Linked DNA regions of Mus musculus: region 2 is linked to region 1. A link is a contact called in public HiChIP or PLAC-seq data. All regions are on one chromosome and are shown on one strand. The core of a region is the stretch at or near the end of the contact, and the rest is flanking DNA. Distances in the headings are between cores, read along the strand shown.

Region 1 (7,688 bases), core at 2,033-4,532:
AGTGTCCTGGATGGGAATGGGCCTGGCACAGCCCTGACCGACCAATACTGTCAATACTGTCCAGGCGCTGGAGGCAACGCCCATGATATAGTATCTGAAGAACTCACTTTTTTTGAGATGAGTAGTGGCTTTATTATCAGAAATTCCACTATATTTGTAGCTCATTATGGTAAATTTTATCAACCAAAATATGACCTTGTTTACCAAGTAAAACCTAGCCCTTTCTTCGACTTCTGACAATCATTATACTTTGATCCTTGACTGTTATAAAAGGGGAGCTGGACCCCAGCGGCATCATTTGTCTGCCAGCTTGGTCTTATCCCACCTTGGTCCACAGCTACCTCCCACCCCTTCCTGCACAGCTTTTGCTCACCTCTTGCTCCATGATGACTGTACACTTTAGAGGGGAGGGAACTCTCTTACTCATCATGTTTCTTCACTACTTGATAAATCAAATACATCTGTGGCAGCCATCACTGAAGCAAATCCAAAGCGCCACAATGGCGGGATCCATGGTGACAAATGAGTTGATCCCACTGAAGGGTAGGAGAGCTTCTAGCCCTCAAGAACATCTCCATGGACCAACGTGTGTACTGTGTTGCAGATAACACAGATAACACAAAACTTATTTATCTAATTACCCCCTCCAAAAATAAAGACCATGGGTCTTACAGGATATAGGCTCGGCATCAATTGGGAAAGGGTAACTCAGTCTCCATTCAGAATATTAACCTCTGTACTACATTTCACATTTAAAAAAAAAGAAAGTAGAAAATTCTGACTAGTCCCAGAAAGTCATTACCTCTGAACTTCAAAGAGAATTAAGAAAATGGTAATTGGTCTCAGCATCCAGGAGTTGACACTAACAAATAGTAAAAAAAAAAAAAAAAAAAAAAAAAAAAAGTCAGGTTTTTATTTCATACATTTTAATTAAAATATAATTACATCATTTGCCCTCTGTTTTCAGTGAATATCCCTCATAAGTCTTGGACATTTGAATACTTATCCTCTGTTGGTGGCTGTTTTTGAGAGATTAGGATATGTGGCCTTGTTGGAGGATGTGTGTCACCTGGGTCAATTTGAGGTTTCAGAAGGCCCCCAGAGTCCGCAGAGAGATCCCTGTGCATCCTGCCTGCAGGTTTGAGGTGTAAGCTCTCAGTGGTTCCTGCCTTCATGCCTTGATTTCACCATCATGGAATCTATCTAGCCCTCTGGAACTGTAAGCCACAATAAACCCTTCCTTTCATAAGTTGACTTCGTTATGCTATTTTAATACAGCAATAGAAAACTGGTGTGTGTGTGTGGAGGGGTGTTCACAAATATGTAAATACAAGATGCTAAGTTTATTTTTGTTGCTTGAGAATGGTTTCAGGGTTGAATACTGTGTGTTGGATAACCAATTATGGGTCTTGCCCATTAGAGAGGCTAATTCTCCCTCTCTGCAGATAAATTGATGGAAAAAGTATGTTGAATAAGGTTACCCAGACTCAGAAAGACAAACACCACATGTTGTTCTCTTCTGTGATTCCTAGCTCCAGATCTTCAGGTGTGAGTATATAACGTGCAATAATTGCAGAAACCAAGAAACTATGAGTGAGTAGGTGACATGGGGAAGGGAATAGCAGAATACATGTGATACGAAGAAGGAAAGGGAAAATGGAGAGGTGGTTTAATAGGAGAGAGGGGAGGAAAGACAATACAGAGGAAGGAAGGAGAGACACATTGACGCCAAGGTTGCTTGATAAAGCCTGGGGGATGATATTATTTTACAATTATCTAAAATTATATATAACACACACACACACACACACACACACACATATATATATATATATATATATATATATATATATAATGCATACATAAATTGTTGCTAGGGGTGGTTCAAGTGACTTCCAAGACAATATAGGCCATTAGTTTTGCCCTTGGTTGCCTCTCAGAGATGAAGGTAAATCCTTATCTCTGAAGACACTGTACATGTAGGACATGGATGATTTAAGCTGGAGCTAACCTGAAATCCTTCTTTCTGAAGTCTAGCTTCCATAGTACTAGAATGAACGTATTATGCAAGTTGCCAAGGGAATGAAGCAATGAAAAGTCCTCTCTGGCTGTGACACCTATGAACCATAGTGCTGAGCTGCAGAGCAAGATATCAATAAAGGAGCAATAATAGCACTTACGTTGGCAGCCCGCAGCTGTCTAAGTGAATTTAAAGCCCACTCAACAGGAGAGATGTCAGGCTTGGTACCTGAAACTGAGCCAACTACTGGGTTTAGTGAAGCCATGAATCTTAGGAAAAATCTCCTATAATCATTTTACTATTAGCCTAATTCCTTACTACGTCTTGGATCATCTCCTTATTCCCACAAATAAGTGCAACTCTTATCCCTTCATTTTTGTCTTTACAGCAAATAGAGATCATTACAGAAAACCAACTGGCCACACTGTAGTGATCAATGGGTGGTGTGGAGTCCAGCCCCAAAAGGTATATCTTCAGCACGACTCCTGCATTGAAGGTTCAGAGAACATCAGGAAAAGAGTTGGGCAGAAAGACTGCAAGACCCAGGAAGCTAGAAAGTCTACCTTAACAATGTGTGTCCTAGAAACAGCTGCCTAAACAAGACCAGGACAATAACAATATCAACAGGCATGCTAACATGGAGTCTCACCCCCTAGACAAAGAACTGAAAGATGGTTTTGAAAATGAGCCAGAGATAATAAGAGGTGCAGACTCATCCCTACTTGATTGACATTTGAGCTCTTGGCCATACCCTAGATTTGACAGTTGGTAGTTTTGTACATAATAGAAAACTCAAGGCTCCGGAATTTCCATGTGTTTCCTGTGACTGATTTTCACACAGATGCCTTTGTCGAGCACAGAGGCTAAGATCCCTGAAGCTAGTTAGGGATCTCTGCAGCCAGGTCATTGAGGAAATGCCAGGTTACCCACAAGCATTTCAGGAGTCCTGGAAATTCTCTAATGAACAAACCCACACCCACAGAGCACTATTTTAATAGGGCCAGATTGCCCCATAAGGTATGTAGAACTTAGTTCCATTGGGTCCTCATGTTTGCTGGCTAGCCACTGGAGGAAACAGTTTGTGGACACTTCTTGGTATTCAACCACTATGTCCAAGGAAGACCTGTGCTTGCCCAGTGCTTTCCCCATCCTCTAGGACCCCCAGAAACTTGTTAGCTGCATCCAAGCCCACATTAGGGCAGCAAAGTGAACAAGAATCACTCAGATCCTCTAACCACAAGTTGTGAAGTCCCCACTCTGAGCCAAAGTGCATAGCTGGGCTGAGTTGTGGGCAGGGGAGGGGAGTAGAGGACAGGCTTCCTCCGCTGTTGGTTTTACCTCTAACCACAAGGAAATTTTCCACCATCTTTATTATTTCTGGCATGAAGCCATACCATAGGAAAGGGGAATTTTGGTTAAGAAAAGAGATATGGATTCTGGTGAGTGAGTAAGGGACACGGAGTGAAGAAAGGGGTGAGCCAGAAAACAAGAAGAGAGAACCAAAACCAGGCAGAGGAATGTGGTAAGTGATCAGAGGCAGGGTGCAATAACTGGGTAAGTATCTGAATAGCCAGGTTATATGATGGAGTTAGGTTTCTAGATTCAATTATTAAATCAGGTTAAGTCAGTACATACTGACTTATCTATACTATGATATTCCTACATCAGTTTTATGTCTGGTTCTATGTCAATCAAAATAACTCTAATATCCATGAGCAGCTTATCTGGGGACCTCACAGTCTGGCTCATTATTAAATAAAATGTGAAGGCTTTTTCCAAGTAAGTCCATGATGTAATTCTCTTCTCTACACCTCTCCCTCAAAACCCAAATAACACACTTACAGAAGTACATTGGCTTAAAAGGCACCCAGACCAACTGTGGATTATACTCATGCCTTATTAAATGATGTAACTTCTCAGCTTTCTCTTCCATTCCAGAAGTCAAGCAGAATGAAGATTGATTGGTTAAAGAGGTAAGTTGGGATTCTGTCAGATTTTATTCTTCTAGAGTTACTGGCACTTGGTACTGAGATGATGGAACAGTTGGAAGCCATTCATGAACACTTCCAGAGTGATTGAGAGTTGCTGTTGTGACTTGAGACCTGTATCATCCAGAGTTTACCTTCGAAGATGTTCTCAGCACAACTATTGCTGTTGGCTAGACTTGGAAGATCCAGTAGGACACTTTCCTCCAAACCATTATAGACACAGGCATAGCAGAAGTAATGTCATCCAAGGACCACAAGCAGTCTAGCTCAGAGCAAATATAATCTACAATCTGAGATGCTCTGTGTCTTAGCAAAGAAAAATAGGAGCAAAGATGGAGAAAGACATAGGTATCCAAGGAGAGGAGAGTCAGTAGAGCAAGTACCTCCAGAAGGAGGATGGGAATGCAGGACACACATGCAATCACAGGAAAAAGAGAATAACATGTAGGCAGAGATGATGAAGGTATGAGGAATCAGGAAACTCCCCTTCCTGCCTTTGATGAATTTTGCAATCCTGAGCCAACTGATCCTGAGAAGTTGCATGCATTTTGTTCCCAGCATCCATGTGAATGGCTCACAACCACCTGTCACTCCGGCTCCAGGGTATTTGATTCTGACTTTTGTGAGCACTGACATGCATGCGTGTGCGCTCACACACATGCACACACACACACAAATAAAAATAAAATAGTATTAAAAGTTAACATTTAATTCCACTTCCACGTGGTAGAGCTACAATCAAGCTTGAAGAATTCTGATCATTTATATCAGCAAAAGGCACCAGTGTTGGCTCAGTGCGCCAGGGGAATGTTTTAAGCATAATTGGAATCTGTCACCTTTTAACTTGGGTCAGTGGACATATTCGCCTCATTGACAGTCTGTTTAATCATTTATTCTGTTTGTTTGGATGTCAGAGTGTTCTCTGGTGGAGGCTAGCTCAAAATTGAAAATGAGATAGAAAATGGTTTAGAAACCACAAAAAGTTTTACTTGAAACTCACAAGCCATGAATCAGTGGTGAAGCATCTTTCTGCAATAATCAATGTTTGCAGATTCTGTCCTCTGTCCTCTGCTGGGTACTCATGCACCTTCCTTTGAGAGTTCGCTCTTCCTGTCCCCTCCCCAAACACTATGAGTTCAGGAAGTCTCTCTCACAGAAGGAAAATATCAGAATGAAAGAAGGTCTGCTTCCACGCACATCTGGCATGATCACAAGTGAACCTCAGCACCTAGCAGAGTAACTCATAGCTTGTACTTGCAGACAGACAGACAGACAGACAGACAGACAGACAGACAGAGAAGGAAGGAAGGAAGGAAGGAAGAGTGGATGGAAGGAAGGAAGGAAGGAAGGAAGGAAGGAAGGAAGGAAGGAAGAAGGGAGAGAGAGAGAGGAAGGGAGGGAGGGAATGAAGGAGGGAGGAGGAAGGAAGGAGGAAGGGGGAGAGAGTGTGTAGAAAGAAAGTAGGAAAGGCATCCCTCTAAGGATTCATCACCAAGTTTGTGCAGTGAACCTCTCTACCCTTGGACTCAGAATGTATCCCTTTTAAGTTCCTCATACTATTTTATAAGAACACAATGGGATTTTATTCTTCCATAAAGAACAAAAGTATATAATTTACATAGAAAATGGACGGACCTGAAGATCACTACAGTAAGCAAATTAAGTTTGACTCAGAAAGACAGATGTGTATCCATTCTCTCATACGAGAACTTGGATTATAACACTTACACCTAACATGAGAGTAGAAGGGGTGACGAGAGGAGGGAAGGGAGAGGGAGGGAGGGGCAAAAGTGGGAAAAGATGATGAGGTGAATACGGCCAAATAGGAGATATGTGTTGCTGAAAATGTCATTAGAAAATCCATCACACTGGACAGCAGACACCTATGAAAATTTTAACAACTAAAAGGGTGTGGGAAAGAACCCAAAGTTTGGAACTTCCACATTGCCTGTCATCTCCTTCCTGAGTCCTTTATTGCTTCCTACCAGCTTGCCTTCAATATATCTGTGTGTCTCAAAGCCATGACATGCATGTCAAGTGACTGATAGGATAAAGTTTCTCCTTGTGGGTCTCCATGTTCTCCTATTAGACACACAGAACATTGGTAACCACCTAAACTACTGAGAACCACCTAAACTCTGATACACAGAACACTAGTAACCACCTAAACTACTGAGAACCACCTACACTACTGATACACAGAACACTGGTAACCACCTACACTACTGAGAACCACCTAAACTACTAATACACAGAACACTGGTAACCACCTACACTACTGAGATTACGATCAAGCTCCAAATCCTAGAGCACAACTGCATTGTTTATGCTTAGACCGACCAGAGAGATGGAATGAGCAAACAGCACAGGGTGAATGGTCCCTTTGCTGCTGTGGCCTGTGCTTTCCTGGGAATCCTGTGAGCTCCTGGGGACTTGTGCTCTCCTGGGGGACTATGAACTCCTGGGAACATCCTGTCACCACTCTGTATCTCACTTATAAAATCTGATGCTTTGAATGAGTAGTCTTAAGGACACACCCACACTAGACTACTGCTGTTGCTACCTGCAAGCTCCAGTGCTCATTTCTTTCTCCTCTTGGATTAACATCATGCATCTGTTTCACCCTAGACAGGTGAGTTATCAGGCCTTCCACTCCACCCTCCACAGATCCAGAGGCAGCAACCCAAGCAGCCTGGAGAGTCGGGCAGGAGGATTGCAAATTCAAAGCCAGCTGGGCTTATCTCATGTGTGGTGTGTGTGTGTGTGTGTGTGTGTGTGTGAGAGAGAGAGAGAGAGAGAGAGAGAGAGAGAGAGAGAGAGAGAGAGAGAGAGAGAGAGAGAGACCAGGACCTGTATCACATTGCTAGCCCCGACACCAGTGAGAAGGAAGAAGGTGGGTCTGGAGTTTGTGGACTAGCCACTGTAGCCAGATCACAAGAGCAATGTTCACGGACAGTGATCAAGGAAGACGCCTGATGTTGACCTCTGGCCTCCTCATGAACACATGTGGATGTGCATTCACATGTACACAGACATACACACATATACACCATTCTCCACATGCATACATATGAATATCCACATGTACATATCCACACATACATACATAAACACCATGATCACACCCACGCACAAACTGTAGGACACAGAACAAAATTTAAAAGTTGTGAATGTGGAGAAAAGAATATTTTTAGGGAACAGGGGAGCCTGGCAAGGGTGGGTGGGAGATAAGAGGGGGCACAGAGAAATCAACTAGAATGTATTATATACATTATTAAAAATTTAAAAATATAGTAATTAATAAAAACAGAAAAATATAAACATAAATAAATAATTAAAATCATATCACTAAACCAATCATTTTCAGCCAATTCTTTCTTAGCTATGTTCTTAGTTTATGTGCAGAAATGATAAGGATAAAATATATTTACTTAGTAATTAATACATAAGAATTTTTATTAGGAGTAATGTATGTGTTACAACAGATGGAAGGGACACCCCAAGAGCTAGGAATGAAGCTCAGGGGAGAGTGCTTAGGGACCAGGCACAAAACCCTGAATTTGATATCTCCCATTAAAATAGAAAAAATTTGAAGAAAACACTTTGGATAAAACCTGCAGAGTACTCCATGTACTAAAGGCACAGACATTTCATGACAATATTCCTATTGTCTAGAGCAC
Region 2 (7,688 bases), core at 2,998-5,497, 210 kb before region 1:
TCTTTCGGCTGCTTATTGGGTCTTTTGGAGGGCGGTCATGATAGATCCCTTTTAGTGAGCATTCCATAGCCTCAGTAATAGTGTCAGGCCTTGTGGCCTCCCTTCTCTCTTTTCTATTTTCATCTTTCTGGTTTGCACAGATTCTTGCACGTGTCAGTGAGGCACACTGTGAGGTTTTTCACTTGGGTGTTTACTGAGTTGTGATCAAATTAGGGTAATTAGCATATGGATCACCTAACATTTGTATATGTGTGTGTGTGTGTGGGGGGGTGATTTCTTGTGGTGAATACTTCCAAATATTCTAACTAGTTTGAGGGATATAATGATAGCTGTTCTTTTAACTAATTATAAAAGCACCAAATCACTCTGCTGACTATAGGTGTGATGTATTGATCACTAGAACTGGACACTATGATGCTTACCTCTCTCTCTCTCTCTCTCTCTCTCTCTCTCTCTCTCTCTCTCTCTCTCTCTCCCTCTCCCTCCCTCTCCCTCTCCCTCTCCCTCTCCCTCTCCCTCTCCCCCTCCCTCTCCCTCTATCCCTCCCTCTCCCTCTATCCCTCCCCCTCTCCTATCTTCTCATCTGTCTCTGAGTGGTAGACTCCCTCACAGGTCTTTATGATGATTCTTATCATTCTCTGAGTCTTAGTCTTTCTTTTGGACACACTCAATCTTTAAGCTCTATTGCAACTTCCATGCCACAATCCTGAAATGAAACACTTCTCTGATGACTTCTGCTTCCTTGTAGGGAAGAACAATACTCAGACATGAAAATATGTTTCCTGCTCCCCACTTAAAAAACATCACTAGGATAAAAATGTGTATGTGAAACCATGAGCTCATACAGAACCTTCCATTTGAATCGAGTCCCACATGGCTTATTCTAGTCTTCCTCGTTTGTAATTACAATGTCTTTTTCTGACTGAGAAACCTGAGCCACTATCCACAATGTAGTCAAAAATCACATTTTATATGAATTGTCTCAAAAACTTCAGTGAATAGAGATGAGTAGATTTCGTTGGCTGGTTAGATCTACTCCTGGCAGAGAAGGTGAAGAAAAATGTCAAAGATATTTACAAGAAAGTATACATTCTCCTACAGCTTTAGACGCAAAGGCAAACATAGGGTGTAGACATGTTTCCAGAGTGGTTCAAGGCTCGAGTCATCTCGCATCTGTCCTTGGCTGGAGCTTTATTTTCTCAGACTCAGTTTGGGCTTCATATTCCAGCTACAAGCCTTTCCCCTGTAAAGGGATGCAAGGAGGCTTGCCACCAGCCACTAATGTAGAAAGCAGCTGTTTCTAGGGAGAAGACAAACCACCCTCCTAACTCCCGCATTGCCTCTCCATCCCACAAGGACAACAAGCACCCAGTTTATGCACGAAGGAGAAAAAAGACCTCCTGGTTGTTGCTTGGGAAGCCTATTGGAGAGGAAAAAAGTCTCTATAAGGATTTTGTGGCTGAATTTTTCCTTTAAGTGATGGCTTGAATAAATGATGATTTAAAATTAACGATCAAAATTGTGAGTTGCATGGGTAAATTTATTCAGAGTTCTCTAGAGAAACAGAATGAACATGAATTAAGGAGAGATTAATTAGATTGCTTTACATAATACAGCCTGAGTCTGGAAAGTCTAACAATAGCTATCTTCATAAAAAGAGACAGAACCTGGTAACTTCTCAGTCTATAAGGTTGGGTGCCTTAGCAGTCCCCTTCTGGTGTTGAAGGCCTGGTGATTCCTGGGGAGTCACAGGTCTCCAGCCCATGTTGGAAGTCCGAGGAAGATAGGTCTGGTGTCGGAGAATGGCAGCAGCAGAAACACCAGGACACGTGGACTTGCCAGTGAGATGAGAAGGCAGGGAGGTAAAGCAAAGCTTTTCTCTTAAACCCCCTTTGATCTCGGCTGCCACTGGAAGGTGCCATCAAAACAGTGGGTTTTCTCATTTCAAATAACCTGATCAGAAAACCTGCCAAAGGTGTTTCTAGGAGTTTGCTTTTTAGCTGATTCTAGACCCAGTCCACTTGACAACCAAGAGCAAACTATTACACCGAGTTAGTGAACCTGTGGAGTGAATGAGCTGAGCATCCTCTCTCTGGGAAATTTTCTCTAAGAAGACTACTTTCCATGATTAACAGTGTAGCTATTACATATTCCATAAGTGTCGGACACTGCTGAGAACTTGGACTTGGGATATGGACCTCTAAAGACTAAGAGTTACTACTGCAGTGACCATGAACAGAAGGACTTCTTTCTCCTTGATGGGTAGGGTGCACACTGTGAATGAACACACTACCTTTAAAGCAAGTCCCCGGTACACTATGGCTGAGGTGATGTCCAATAACTTTTGCTAGTCTCACCTGTCCCCTAAGAGTAAGATCTCAGAAGAAGGAAGCAGGGTTAAGAGAAGGTGAGGGCAGGGACTTTTAGCAAACACCATAAGCAACTCCATAGCTTTATTGATGACAAAGCCTGAGAGACCCTAGGCCCAGGGAAGGACACTTCATTCTGTTAGGCTCTGTCAGGTTTCTGAATATTCTCCATGCGAAGACAATGACAGACTTTTCAAAGATTATGTCACAACTAGGTAATGTCTTATTTCAGCAAATAGAAAGGTAGGTTTACTGTCTATTGAAAAAAATAACACGAGTTGCTCAGCTCACGATGCCTCGTCCATAACCCAGCACTGTGTGGGAAGCCATACTAGCTGTCTGTGTGTCACTCTTGGTGAACTGAGACAGGAGATGCTGGCATTGCAGCTCCAGATACTGGAGTGCACATGCATGTGTGCATATGTGCATGTGTGTATGTCTATGTGTGTGGGAGTGTGCATGTGTGTTAAATTCCTTTGTCAATGAACCAGAGAGAAGTCTCATATCCTTTATTGGAGTCTATGAAACTGTGGGAATGTAGCTTGTGAGTTTGAAAGTAGTCTACTGTCTCTGACTTCCTACTGCTTTCTAATTGAAGATCAGAGTCAACAGTGCCTACTAGAAATTGCCTCTCAGATTCACTTTCCCCATAACTGTCCTTTATCCATTGCTCCTCCACTTTTGCATGCCCTTGTTGGCCAACAGTCTATAGATAGAGAAAATGGATTTGTCAATGTTTTCACACCAGCGGCTACCAACTGTTCCCAGAGAACTGTAACTGACTTCATTTGGCCCACAGTCTTCTGAATCTATCTGTATTTACAGGTAAACCTATGTTCAAATTATAAAGAGTATATTTCAATAAGTCATGTACATAATCATAAAATCTTCATAAATATGTTTTCTTTCAAACAACTTATTAAACTTATTGGTGACAATTAATTAATTCTATACTTAGATTCATGAATGTCTCCACATGCCTTCAATTTTCTTTCCCTTCTCTATTCTTCCATACCCACTATAGCACAGATCTAGAACAAAGACAATTGAAGCATCCCTAAATTGGAAGGCAGGAAGATAATAAAAATATCTAAAGTTTAAAGGAAAGTACATTTGGTGGAATGGTCATTAGAAAATTCTAATGTTCAGCAAGTCAGTTTTAGACGCAAGGCTCAACAGTCTCTTTTCTCACCCCTGCCCTGGCCTTGTTGATGTTGAAGTGTCTTTCTCCCATTTCTGCTCCTGTCTGTCTCTCTGATGAGTTCTTGGGGAAGAGACACCACTTCATGTGCTTCTGTATGGCTCATTGTACAGATTGGCTGCTTATAGCATCTAACTGTCCCCAAAGGAGAAGCTAGCTGAGTTCTTCTAGGAAGAAATGCAATATCTTACAACGTAATAGTATAAGATGGAAACCTTCCCAATTCTGATGCAGTATTCCTAAAAGCTCAATTCCCTCTACTAGGAAAAAATCTCATATAAATTTCAACTATTTGATTTGATCTTCTTGTTTACTAATTTCTGAAACTACTAAAAATACATCTCATTTAAACCAATCAAAATAAAGGTTCCTGTAAATATCACAGTGCTATTTAGGTCTTATGGAAATGGAGCTCCAGTCTTCGTTGACCCATTTTCCTGTGCTTAAGAACATCTTCCAATCATGCGCTCCTCTAGCTTAGTTGTTTATTAGTGATTTTAATGCCTTTGTTTAATTTTAATAATAATTTCTAAGGGATGATTCCTCATCCAAGTCCCAAGTTCTCATACTGATGTCTGCTCTTTTTATCTTTTCTGAGAGGGAAAAGAGACCAAGAGCTGACACACCAAAGCCTGGCAACCACAAAAGGGCTGGTCTGGCTACTGCAAGCCAGTGAGTCACTGTGAAGAGATCCCTGGGGCCCAAACTTACTGGCCAGCTAGCTCAGGCAAAGAACCTCAGTCTAGCTAGCTAGTGGGAACAACTAACCAGGCTGCAGTAGATTGATTTCAGTGGTTTCCTTATTTTCTCCTAGAGCTACCCTTTGACAGGATGCTAATATTTTATAAGCCTAAAGTCTATGATTTTTATTAGATGGATACCATTTTTCCCAGCATGGATTAAGACAAGTCTACAGGAAATTCGGAGCGCTCTCAACTGATTGTGTAAGCCTTGTTGTGCTTGGTTTATGATCCAGGCCGGCAAGATTAATAAGTGTCAGTTAAATCTGTCTCCTCCTTAATTTATCTTGTTTATCACCCCCATGAGCATATACTCTTTTCTAGGTTCACTGGTCAGGTATTTTTGTCCTTGTTGTTATTGACAAGCTTGAGTCGTCTGAGACAGGAAACCCAACAAAGAAAATGTCCTCATCAGATCGGCCTGAGGGGCATTCTCTGAATTGTTGATTAATGAGGAGGTGCCCATCTCACTGTGGACAATGCCATCCCCCCTAGGTGGTGGTCCTGGGTGTATAAGAAAGCAACCTGAGCAAGCTGGGAGGAGCAAGTCAGCCAGTGGCATTTTTCCATAGCTTTGGCTTCCGTTTCCTGCCTCCAGGTTCCCTCCTGTCCCAACTTCCTGCCCTGGCTATCTTTCACGATAAACTAAAAAGTGTGAGATGAAATAAACCTGTTCTTCACCAAGCTGCTTTTAGTCATGATGCTTACCTCAACAACAGGTAGCCAACTCTAAGACTTTAGGTATGGGTCCTAGTTCCTGTTTCTAGAAACAGTCTGATTATCTCGTCATTGCTTTATATAGATAGTATTCTTTGAGTAAAATAACAGTTGAAGCTGTGAGAAAGCTTTAGGCTCTAGGAAGGAATAAAAAAAATCAGTTTATTCCTCTAAAAGTTAAAAAAAAAATCTCCCTTTTTTTCCTGATTGGATTTTGACTCCATGACTCCATGAGCAAGAGTTATTGAAGTATGGTGGGTGAAACAGCCCCTTTGTTTCTAGGTAGGCAAAGATTTTTGAGCTTCTGTAGGAAGAGGAGCGAACTCTTAAATCCCAGTAGGTGTCTGAGCAGGTGTCTCTCCACAGCAACCCCTGAAGGAACTCAGCTTTTCTTGTTCCTTTCTGCATATAGAGACACTCTGCTTCTCTAACATCTTTGGTCAGCTTGGTAGCAATAGAGTTGCCCAAAGTCCGATTACACTTCGAGGCCAATTCAGCCTCCTCTGGTGGACATTTCAGAGCCACTGACCTTGTTTTCTTACTGAAAGTGAAGTCTAAAACTCTGAGTCAAACCAATTCCTGGGAGTGTTTTTCTGAAGCAGCCTCTTGGAGCATCTCTTACACCTGCACAGCATTGCCTTACCCAGTGCTAAGAATAGGAAGCCAAGCTCCACATGAACACTGGGCAGAGAAAGAAGGCAGGGGAAACAGAAAGGCCCTGGTGCTATGTCTTAATGCCAGGGCACACAGGGTGCCCTGAGGCATCCAAGGAAGGTGTGACACTGTTTACCAGGGAGAATGGCTGCTGCTGCTGCTGCCTGGCTCCCTACGCCCTGTCTGGCCTGTGAAATTTGATCTAAGTCACAGGAGGCAAAAACATATTAGTCTGACCACAACTCACATTCCGTAGGAGGAAACAGGATTAGAACATTGCTATTCTTGCCCAATGCTGCTAAATTTAAGTCAGTTTAACTGTCCACTGCAGTCTTTTCTCCAAAAACCAAAGGCAAGCATCATTTGGTTCGAACCTAGAGGTGAGACACTCTGAAGGACTGGTTTCAGCTTTGAAGTGGGTGAAAGATGAGAGGGTACACACAGCCCTGATTTCACAGCCAGAGAGGCCAGGCCAGTAAACACCTTCACAAACGACTCCGTTTATCCATTCCTTACAATCAGCTAAGGGAACTGCGTTATATATAACATAAAGATGAATGGAGCACAATTGCATCCCATGAGAGCCAGGCACACCATAAACAAGAGTGACAATTCTCCATCAGATGGTATGTAGCACACTAGGAAACCTTCTCTTTCCTTCGTTTCTGGACCTTTCCTCTGCTACTTCTACCTCCAGTCTAGCTTTGTTTTCTGTTAACATAGGGATCCCCAGTATGTGAAAGGGAGCTTGTCTGACAACCTTCCACATTCAGGAGGCTCACCAGGTGAGACTTGGAAGCTCCTCCCAGGAAATGTGACAACTCTACAAGTGCTCTCTTCTGATTTAGCTCTGTATATCCATATATCCATCCTTACACTACTCACTTTTACTATTTTGAATCAACTTTATGTTTAATTTCATTAAGATGCCACATTTGAACTCTTTTCTTTCTTCTATCATGTGGAGATTTTAAATGAATTATATAAGCAATCACATGGCTAAGGACTTATTTCTATTGATCTGACAAGGTCTCTGGTTGATACTTGGATGAAACATGGCTAGGACTGGTAGCTTTTAAAGATTATGCTTATAAATATATGTTATTTCTGATGGTCTACTAGTCTGAGGAAACCAAGTTCTTCTGCTTTTTTTCTCCTCCTCCTCCTCCTCCTCCTCCTCCTTCTATTCTTCTCCTTCTCCTTCTCCTTCTCCTTCTCCTTCTCCTTCTCCTTCTCCTTCTCCTTCTCCTTCTCCTTCTCCTTCTCCTTCTCCTTCTCCTTCTCCTTCTCCTTCTCCTTCTCCTTCTCCTTCTCCTTCCTTCTCCTTCTCCTTCTCCTTCTTTGGTTTCATGTATGTGAGGAAGCCAGATTGAGAGTATAAGGAACAGCCCTGAACTTACTCTTTCCCTATCCCCAAATATCCAATGTCATGCAATAAGGGGGCCCCGGAGTCATATTTGGGGGGGGGATTTTTCGAGACAGGGTTTCTCTGTGTAGTCCTGGCTGTCCTGGAATCACTTTGTAGACCAGGCTGGCCTTGAACTCAAAAATCTGCCTGCCTCTGCCTCCCAAGTGCTGGGATTAAAGGCGTGAGCCACCATGCCCAGCTGAGCGTTATTTTTACTTCCTTCCTTCATCCACCCTCAGCATAGGAAGGAGATACCATCTTTTACCTGTGATGTTATGTACCCCCTCTCTCTCCAATACCAATGGCTGTTGCTATGAATTGACATCTTGAAAAGCTCTTCCTTCCTTTCCATATATATGACCTCTTTCTAGAGAGAATAAGGGTCAACTAGCAAAAACTGATGAGAGACTGGAGAATTATAGTTAAGATTGGAATTTGAAGAGGGAAACTTGAGAAATGACCACTTAGAATAGGATCCTAAAACCAAGTAGATATTATTTGCACAGGAAAAGAAGGACTAAAGGAAAGAATTTGAATTACTTGGAGTTGTCAGCAAGGAATTTGGTGATTCTAAACTGCCATGATTTGCCCCAGGAAAG

The links. HiChIP or PLAC-seq counts read pairs in DNA pulled down with a chosen protein or histone mark.
Region 2: a FOXA1 HiChIP or PLAC-seq map of pancreatic cancer cells shows a contact between it and region 1. The contact joins two enhancer-like sites. A contact is called at or near these places in 2 of 484 Hi-C or Micro-C datasets (embryonic fibroblasts and tail fibroblasts) and 1 of 115 datasets of contacts at active chromatin or transcription factors (pancreatic cancer cells).

The regions. Positions count from the first base shown.
Region 1 is chr2:117,457,370-117,465,057 of GRCm38.p6, reverse strand. No RefSeq gene overlaps it. Among named protein-coding and RNA genes, the nearest start is that of Gm32137, 21 kb to the right of the region's middle. Within about 2 kb of position 3,282, at least 22 of the 459 cell types and tissues checked have an H3K27ac peak or open chromatin away from gene starts, as enhancers often do. A contact at or near this core is called in embryonic fibroblasts and pancreatic cancer cells, where this site is marked.
Region 2 is chr2:117,664,915-117,672,602 of GRCm38.p6, reverse strand. No RefSeq gene overlaps it. Among named protein-coding and RNA genes, the nearest start is that of Gm32210, 36 kb to the left of the region's middle. Within about 2 kb of position 4,247, at least 38 of the 459 cell types and tissues checked have an H3K27ac peak or open chromatin away from gene starts, as enhancers often do. A contact at or near this core is called in embryonic fibroblasts and pancreatic cancer cells, where this site is marked.